Regions from separate parts of the Sus scrofa genome. Here region 2 is linked to region 1. Evidence: chromatin contacts called from public Hi-C data. All regions are on one chromosome and are shown on one strand. The core of a region is the stretch at or near the end of the contact, and the rest is flanking DNA. Distances in the headings are between cores, read along the strand shown. Region 1 holds the start of HNRNPAB (heterogeneous nuclear ribonucleoprotein A/B). Region 2 holds the start of RMND5B (required for meiotic nuclear division 5 homolog B (S. cerevisiae)).

Evidence for each region. Hi-C and Micro-C count contacts between places; a contact is called where the count stands out from the background.
Region 2: a Hi-C map of liver shows a contact between it and region 1, with 7 times the contacts expected there. The contact joins the promoter of RMND5B here to the promoter of HNRNPAB in region 1. A contact is called at or near these places in 12 of 47 Hi-C or Micro-C datasets (alveolar macrophages, blood, embryonic fibroblasts and 6 more) and 1 of 2 datasets of contacts at active chromatin or transcription factors (alveolar macrophages).

What each region holds. Positions count from the first base shown.
Region 1 is chr2:80,192,226-80,196,805 of Sscrofa11.1, reverse strand. It overlaps HNRNPAB (heterogeneous nuclear ribonucleoprotein A/B), which reads left to right and starts at 2,880. Exons shown (of 7, transcript NM_001112695.1): 1 at 2,880-2,890; 2 at 2,984-3,250; 3 at 3,998-4,166. The coding sequence starts at 3,006.
Region 2 is chr2:80,245,265-80,250,062 of Sscrofa11.1, reverse strand. It overlaps RMND5B (required for meiotic nuclear division 5 homolog B (S. cerevisiae)), which reads left to right and starts at 2,999. Exons shown (of 11, transcript NM_001243800.1): 1 at 2,999-3,063; 2 at 3,240-3,359.

The sequences.
Region 1 (4,580 bases), core at 1,631-4,130:
TGGTGGCCTAGCTGGTTAAGGATTGAGTGTTGTCACTGCTGTGGCTTGGATCACTGCTGTGGTGCAAGTTTGATCCCAGGCCCAGGAACTTCCCCATGCTGAGGATGTGGCCAAAAAAAAAAAAAAAATTCTGTGCTGAGACTGACCCCCATTTGTTTGCATTTCATTATAGTTTATAAAGTATTTTCTAAGCCATTGCTTCATTTGCACCTCAGAATCATTTAATCTGATATGAGATCTAATTTATTTATTTATTTGTCTTTTTGCCATTTCTTGGGCCGCTCCTGCGGCATATGGAGGTTCCCAGGCTAGGGTCTAATTGGAGCTGTAGCTGCCAGCCTACACCAGAGCCACAGCAACGCGGGATCCGAGCCGCGTCTGCAACCTGCTCCACAGCTCTCAGCAACGCTGGATCCTTAACCCACTGAGCAAGGGCAGGGATCGAACCTGCAACCTCATGGTTCCCAGTCAGATTCGTTAACCACTGCGCCACGACGGGAACTCCTGAGATCTAATTTAGATCAAGGAACTCAGAGGCACAGAGCTCTCTTATCCTGTGGTAGTCAGGAGCCTTGGAACCAATGTGGATTTGGAAGTGCTGGTTTAGCTGTGTGATTTTCAGTGTTTTTGTGTAGAAACTATGGATAACTGCATACAAAGTTATTTCGAAGCTCCATTAATGCAGCGTTGGTGAAAACATTTTACAAACTGTGCAGATTTGGCATGTCATTGAAAGCATTCACCAAGTTGTGCTTTAGTTTGTGATAGGAACTTAGTAAATATTTGTCAGTTGGGTTCCCTCCATTGCAAGAGGCAGATGGAGCCCGAAATTCTGATCTGGAAAATGGTTTAGGTTTCCTACACTTCCCTTTGATGATTAAGTTAGTTTTAAGGAATCCATGTGGATAAGAGCAGGAGATTAAGGAGTTCCCTGGTGGCTCAGTGGGTTAAGCATCCAGCCTTGGCACTGCTGTGGCTTGGGTTACTGCTGTGGCACAGGTTTGATTCCTGGCCTAGGAACTTCCCTGTGCCTCACACAGCCAAAGAAATAAATAAAAAGCAGAATAGCCTTAAAAAAAAAAAAAAAAAAAAAAAGCAGGAGATTAAGTGGAAGTATGCCTATTTGACTTTGAACTTAATTGCTTGGATTTTCTTCATTGCTCGGGTGGCTGAGTCCATCATAGCCTGTGATCCAAACCCTGGCCCTTATTTCTGTGGGTGGGCAGAGGCTAGGTGGAGGTGGAGGGGAGGAAAGTTTGTTAGGGACTTCTCTGTAAGCCTTACCACCAGATATCAGTAACATGACCAAGGTTTTATGGAGATATATGAATTAGTTATGAAATTTAGGTGGGCTTTGGGATGAACCAGAGGAATTTGCTTATCTAGGGGTGGGTGCCCCAGTTCTAGGTGGTTGATATCTTGGGGGAAATGCAGTGTTGTGTGGCCAAATCCTCAGATTTTCTGAAAATTATTTTTTCCAAAGATAAAATCATCACATTTTACATTCTCAAGGCAACGCCACGGGCTGGATGGATTGCGGAGTGAGCCTCGGGCCAGGGCTCTGGGTTTGTTATCTCATTTATAAATTTGTAATGGTACCACCTTCCATACGGTTGTTAGGAGGTCAAAAGAGGAAATAAAACGCCCAGCCCACCACACTGGGCCTGGCAGCAGGACTCCAGTGGGAAACGTCAGCTACTAGTGTTCTGCTGTTATTTGGTAATCCCCAGGCTTTAGAGGTTTTAATCCTGGTTTATTTGGGGCCTGTCACCCATTTGATTAAAAGGAATCACGGGATAACGTAGGGCTTTCAAGCCCGGTGGTCAACTAGATCAATATTGAGGGGTTTTGTATATCAGAAAAAAGAACTATTTTTCCCTTCCCTCAAACTTCAAGATTTCACGGAAGCGGTTTACTTTTCTTAAAAATAGATTAGAGCAAAAATAAATGAATTAAATGAAAGATTTTAAGTAATCAAAAGTAAAAATGCGATACTAGTCGTGAAAGTGTTGCCAAGGGGATCCTCGTGGTCCCACGGTTTCTCCCGCCGGGACGTGGGGCGGAGCACTAATGGCTACAGACACCTAGCGGACTCCGCCCCCTCCCGGCTTCTAGCCTCCGGGGGAGGCGGCAGAAAGGGCCAGAGATCGTGGCTTTGAAGGCACCAAGGTCAAGGGAGCGGGCGGGCCCCGTCGCAATTTTTCAGAGCCATGCGGAGGGCCTTGGAGGACCGAATGCGCCTAATCTCGGAAGGCTGGATTCCGCCAATTCCAGCCGGGCAACCTTGGTTTCCGAGGCTTCCTCGAGACCAGTTTCCTCTTTTGGGAAATGGAGTGGCCGAGGCGGCCAACTTTGGGATTGGGTACCGGGGACGAGAGACTACGGCCTCAAAGGGCGGAGCGTCAGTCTCCGACCTCTCCGCCTCCGGGCTCGGGCTGCCCGCCCCTAGAGACAGGGCCGTCCGGCCAGCGGACCCCGAGATCCTTAGCAAGGCCTCGGCTCGCGCGGATTCTAAAATGAGGACAAAGCCCGCCCGAATCTAGCGTGCGCGCGGCGCCGCGGCCAACGGGACGCCGGCGCCGGGCTGAGTGACGAGCCGCCGAAGCCAATGAGCATGCGCCTTGTTGCGAGGTGGCCCCGGCTCCGGCATTATAAAGAGCGCCACGAGTCGGCATTGTCAGGCGGCGGCACCGCGCGGGCCCGGGCGAGATTATCCGTCTGAGGATTCTGTTCGGCGTCTCCGGTAGCCGAGGAGAAGGGCGCGCGATCGCGGAGGCTCCGTCGGTAGACGGGGGAGAGGCCCGGCAGCGCGAGTGTGAGCGCGGCCGAGCCCGCGGCGCCTTCTCGGCGGGTGAGGACAAGCGGGCCCCGCGGCGTCATCGGCGGCGAGGTGAGCGGCCGGGCCTGCGGGCGGCGGGCGGGAGTCCGGGCATGAGCCGTGCGGGCCTGACGCGCTGTGTCTGTATGTGGCCGCTTGTTGCAGGAGCCGCGTGCCTCGGCCTAACATGTCGGAAGCGGGTGAAGAGCAGCCCATGGAGACCACGGGCGCCACCGAGAACGGACACGAGGCCGCCCCCGAAGGCGAGTCGCCGGCCGGGACCGGCACCGGCACCGGCACCGGCACCGGCACCAGCACCAGCAGCGGCGCCGCAGCGGGCTCTGGAGGCGGGACCGCGGCGCCCCCGGCCGGCAACCAGAACGGCGCCGAGGGCGACCAGATCAACGCCAGCAAGAACGAAGAGGACGCGGGGTAGGTGCGGCCACGGGCCGACGGGGGCGCCGCCTTTGTTCCGGGGCCGCCTTTTGTTGGAGCCATGCGGCGGGGGGAGGGGCGGGCGGCCGGGGCCTGCTCGCGGCCCGCAAACCAGCAACTCCGCGCCGCCCGCCGCTGCGCGCGCGGGAGTTTGAGGGAGTTTGTTGGGTCGACTTTGGCGCCGCCCTGGGGCCGCTGGCGCGGGGCCGGGGCCGGGCGGCCCGGAAGGGGAGTGCGCTCGGACCCGGGGCCGGCGGGTCGCGGGCTGCCGGGGCTGCGTGGGCGGAGTTGGCGCGCGCCCTGGCCTCCCTCCTCCGCCTCCTGCCGAGGGCGGAGTCACAGCCTGAACGCGGACTCGGCCCGGAAGCCTTGAGTTCCTTGAGAGCCAGTGCTCGGAGGTGGTGGAGAGTGGCAGGGACTGTAGCGTTTTGATACGTGGTTGTTGGGTTGGGTTCCTTCCAGTTGTGGTGCTCAGGGTCTAGCTCTCTGGTCAGGTTGTGCTTCCTTCCCCCACCAGCCCTGGGGGGTGCGGAGTCGTTAGGGTCAAGATTGGGTTTTGAAGGGTAGCAGAGGTTTATTAACCTCCAGAGGTAGAACCTTTGCGGCCTCTTAGGGGTGGACCTTTGCTCAGGTTGGTGGTTTTATTTATAATTACGTCAGTGAAAGCTTTTCTAGGACCAATTCTTCTAAAATCACAGCTTTCTCATAAGGCTTGTTGCCGTGTGTCTTACCCCACCATTTCAGAAAAATGTTCGTTGGTGGCCTGAGCTGGGATACCAGCAAAAAGGACCTAAAGGATTATTTTACCAAATTTGGAGAGGTCGTTGACTGTACAATAAAAATGGATCCCAACACTGGCCGGTCAAGAGGGTTTGGGTTTATCCTCTTCAAAGATGCAGCCAGTGTGGAGAAGGTAAGTTGGGTATTGTATAATCAGGAGTCTCAGTGTATTCTAAGATTATGCCACCATTCTTAGTCTATGACTGGTTTATGTGTTCTGCACATGGTTGAATGCTTGGGGAAAAGGAAGTTTGGAAATTTATGAGTTTGTTATTTGAAGGGGTTAAAAGTAGAGATTAAGCAGAGGAGGGAGTATGGGCTAGAGTGGTCCAGGATGGTTATAGCGGACCATTTCTTATTTTGTGGCTATTCTGGACCCTGCAAATACTTCATTGTGAGGACTAGAAGAGAGTCCACAGTTGCTAGGAGATAGGCATTATTTTAGTCCCATTAAAAGACAAATCTAAATCTCAAGAAGTTTTAGGTAGAAGAGATCACAAAGCTTATTAACAAGAGTGTGAGGATTCTAGCTCTGGCAGCCCAGCTC
Region 2 (4,798 bases), core at 1,750-4,249, 53 kb before region 1:
ACCTGCATGTATATGAAGGTTCCCTGGCTAGGGGTTGAATCAGAGCTGTAGCCACCTGCCTACACTACAGCCACAGCAACTTGGGATCCAAGCCACGTCTGCAACCTACACCACAGCTCACTGCAATGCCAGATCCTTAACCCACTGAGTGAGGCCAGGGATCGAACCCATGTCCCCTCGGATACTAGTCGGATTTGTTTCCGCTGCACTGCAATGGGAACTCCCCCTTGCCATTTTAAATGCATAATTTACATACAGGAAAACTCACTGCTTTTACAGTGCAGAGAATTGTACAACCAATCCTACCCTCAAGATATAGAATAGTTCCATCATCACCCCCCCATTCCCTCTGCAGTCATCCTTTCTACCCCACCCTCAGGCAACCAGTGATCTGCTTTCTCTGCAATCTTGTGTTTTTCTTTTTTGCCCTTTTTGTGAGCGGTGCTTAATCCTATCTTAGGACCTATTACAAAGTAGTGAGTAAAACAATACAACATTGGTGTAAAAGTAAAACTACCTCAGGAAAAAAATGAAGAGCTGGAAATAGATTTCATTCCATAGAAATCTTATTATGAAAATGGGCTGCTTCAAAATGAGAGGGTAAGGAAAGATTCTTTAATAAGCAGTTTTGGGATAACTGGACAAAAATGTGGGAAAAAGATAAGTCACACTTAGCACCATCCTCTGAAAAACAAAATGGACATGTACGCGGAATTATTATTGTCTTTTGGCCACCTCTGGGTCATGTGGAAGTTCTCAAACCAGGGACAGAACCCTCACCAGAGCAGGGACAATGCCAGATCCTTTAACTACTAGACCACCAGGAAACTCCTTCTTAAATTTAAAAAATGGAATCTTAGGAAACTAGTAAAAGATAAAACAGACAATTATTGAGTTAGTGGAGAATAGCTGTTTTTCTGCTCTGAAGCAGCCACACTCCAACAAAACCCAACGAGGAGTTCCCTCTGTGTTGCAGTGGAAGAATCAGCCTGCAGAGACTTGTGTAACAGGGAGGTGGTGCCATCCCCTCCTGACTCGGGGAGGGGTGGGGGGAGAGTAGGTTAGAGAATCCCCTGTTGCTGCAGCTGCACCTAGATCGCAGCTGTGGCTCAGATTCAATCCCTGGCCTGAGAATTTCCATATGCTGCCAGTGTGGCCATAAAATGGAAAAAACAAAACCCCCCAAAACCCCAAGTCACCCAATTCCAACAAGGAAATACTGACAAATCAGAAAACGTGCACCCTGAAAAGTAACCAAAGCACGATGTAAGAGGAGCCACATACTGGGGGAAAAATGACACAGAGGTGAAAAAGCCTGATGTGTGAGCTGGGCTTCTAAGTTCTGGTTCTCACCCGTTGTGGCTGAGAGGCAGGCCAGGGCTCTCCCAGAGGAAGTGGTGAAGCCTGAGGCGTTCGCGGAGGGTTGTGAGGTCCTGCTGGCTTGGACGCAGCCTCAGCAGTCTCAGCCTCGGACTCGTGGCCCCAGGCAAGATTCACTCAGCCTTCCGCCCCCACGACTCTAGCCTGGGCCAGGACCACCCAGGCTCACCGTGCAGAGCAGACCCGCCTCTCCAGGATGCTGCGACGCTCACGCGGGCTCCAGGAGGTGCTGTGCACCGCCCTCTTCATTGCGTGTTTCGTCAGGTTTTGGAGCCGCAGTTTCCTCATTCATAAGTGGAGGATACTGGTCACTTCAGACTATTTCTGCACACCTACTGTGTTCCAAGCACATATGTTGGAGAATGTTGGAGATATAACAGCGATGATTAGAAAGTCCTGGCCTGGATGGAGCTTTTATCCTAAAAGAGGGTGTGTGTGTGTGTGTGTGTGTGTGTAGGGGGGTGGGGTGTTAGGGGCAGGAAGAACAAGAATAAGCAAATATACGCTCAAGATAATTTAAAGTTAAATGTTATAAAGAAAACAGGACTGGATTGTGCAAGTGCTATAGAGAAAACAAACCAAGATTGTGCAAGCGTGTTTTATGGGAGTGGGGAGGAGGCGTGGAGGGTTAGAGGGTAAAATGCCCTGGAATGAATCTGGTCTAAAAGAGAGCAGGAAGTTATGGAAAATGAGACCGAGTCTTTTCTCTTGCGCTCTTTCTAGTCCAAGTCCCTTAAGTCTGAGGAGGAGGTGGGAAACTTCTCTGCCTTTTCCCTGCAGAGGAAGGGGACCTGGGAGGGGGAATTCAGTCTTGGCCTGCGTTTGGGATCACTGCTTCCTCTCTCCTCCTTCCCAATCCTTATTTCTCCCTCCTTAGGGCAATTGTGCAACCCGTCTCCCCCCCAACTCCAAAAGGAGGGCGACCGATGGAGGGCAGCAGAGCAGGGGGTCGGTCTCTCACAGTAGAATTTAATTCTGTTGAACGCCCAGAGTATTAAGTCCGGGCTTAGAGGAGCAGCAGGGATAGGGCAGAAAAGAGGAACTTTTCTTTTAAACATCATTTGATATTTCAAAAAGAGAATCAAGGCGCTGTCGCGGGAAAGCCTAACCGTTGGATCGCTTACAGGCATTGTGTTGTTCAGTACTGTCTTTAATTTATTTTTTTATATTTTATTTTTTCCTGCTGTACAGCATGGGGATCAAGTTACTCTTACATGTACACATTTTCCCCCCCACCCTTTGTTCTATTGCAATATGAGTATCTAGACATAGTTCTCAAATGTCTTTATTTTAAACGAAGTTGGAGGGCGGGGAGGGGGGGGAGGCACAGTCATTTCTGGTTTAAGACTTCTGAACGAGGCGCCGCAGTGCGCACACCCGCTGGCCAGCAAGTGGGTCGCTCGGATTCCTTCCCGCTGAAGGGAAGGTTCGGGGCTCTGCCGGCGGCCCCGAGGGCCCAGGGGAGCACCTGCGCAGCGTCCCGACTTCGGGAGGTGAGGCAGCCAGCTGCCGCGGGGATCCTGCGGGCGACTCCAACCTTGGCACGCGGGAGGGGGAGGCTTGGCCACCCCTCCTTGAAGCCGCGAGTGGGCGAGTCCGGAGCTGCGGAGCAACGGCCAGTAGCTTCCGGTTCCGATGGCAGCGGCTCGGCGCCGGAAGCCAGGGCCAAGGCTGCGGGACCAGGTGAGAGGCCGCGAGCTTCCGGGAGGGGAGGTGCGACTAGAGGGCAGGGCGCGCCGGGACCACGGACTCGGGCGCTGGGGGCCCGTGTTTCGCTAGACTCCCAGCCTCCGGGTCTTCTCTGAAGCCCCGCGAATAAGCCCCCCGACCAGTCCTCTTTGCCCTTGTTTTCTCCACAGACGTCGGCCCAGGCTGGGAGTTGGACCCTCACAAACTCAGAACCTTCGAGGAGCCACCCTTGCTGGGGGAGTCGCTCGAACTCAGACGTCCCAATCTAGTGCGACCCGGCGGGGTCGGAGGTAACCCGTTACGGACGTGGGAGCCAGGCAGGGCATTCGACTAAGGTCTTTTGAAGGATGAGTAGGAGTTTGCCAGCAATTTGCATGTTCACGCAGGTGAAACTCCCAGTGGTGGCTGACGTCCAGAAAAACGGTGGGCTTTTACCTCGCTCCAGTTTTGGTTAATGACAAAAAATGTGACAAAAAAAAAAAAAAAAAAAGGTGTGCAATGAGAATAAGGAACAGGGTGAATTGATAGAGCGACAGGTGTGGGGTGGGGCAGAGGGGGCAGCATTAGATACTGTGGTCTAGGAGAGCGTCTCTGGAGAAATGACGTTTGCGTTTGAGACTCTGATAAGGAACTAGCCACAGGAAGATCTGGGAGTAGAGTGTTCCAGGCAGAGGGAACAGCCAGTGCAAAAGCTCTGAGGTAGACATAAACTGATGTTCAAGAAATAGAAGGAAGGAGTTCCCGTCGTGGCGCAGTGGTTAACGAATCCGACTAGGAACCATGAGGTTGTGGGTTCGATCCCTGGCCTTGCTCAGTGGGTTAAGGATCCGGCGTTGCCATGAGCGATGGTGTGGGTCGAAGACGCAGCTCGGATCCCGCGTGGCTGTGGCTGGTGGCTACAGCTCCAATTAGACCCCTAGCCTGGGAACCTCCATATGCCACGGATGCGGCCCTAAAAAAGGCAAAAAGACAAAGAAAAGAAATGGAAGGAAGGCTAGTGTGGTTGGAATATGGCCATTGAGGGGGAGAATGGTAGGAGCAGAGAGAGAGATTTTGGGCATAAAAAGGGTGGTGGAGTTCCTTGGTGGCTCAGTGGTTTAAGGATCCAGTGTTGTCACTGGTGCAGATTCAATCCCTGGCCTGGGAACTTCTGCATGCCTTGGGCGTGGCCAAAAAAGAAAAAAAGAAGGGTTTTTATTCTAAGTACAGTGGGAATCTATTGGGTTTTAAACAGAGGAGTGATGTGTAGGGTGAAAATGGATAAAGGTGGGGGTGCAAAAGATGAAGGGTTGGGCCAGCAGAGGCTGTTCAGTTCAGTGTCAGACAACGGGGACCTTTCTGTAATGTGTGCACATTTCCCTTCTTCCTCCCTGGCACCAGAAAGGGCCCTCTTGTTTTAGGATACTGAACACTGGAGACAAAACCCATATGCCTGCCTTGGTGGGGATTTTAATATTTCTTCCTGCCTAACCCTGGCAGGTTTGAGCTCAGGCCCCCTAGTTAGGAAGTGGATGCACCCATTGTGGACCAGGGCACTGAAGGGAGAGAGGATGAGATTGGATTCCAGCCCTGAGCAGTCTAGTGTGGGGAGGTGGACGAGCGAGTAGGCATGCTGCAGTGCTGGGAACTCAGATGTGTGTGGAATGGACACCCTCAACAAAGGTTTTGTTTGTGAAGCAGAAGAGGAGGCAGGGAGATTCGTTGAGGAGCTGATGATAAAACTGCATCT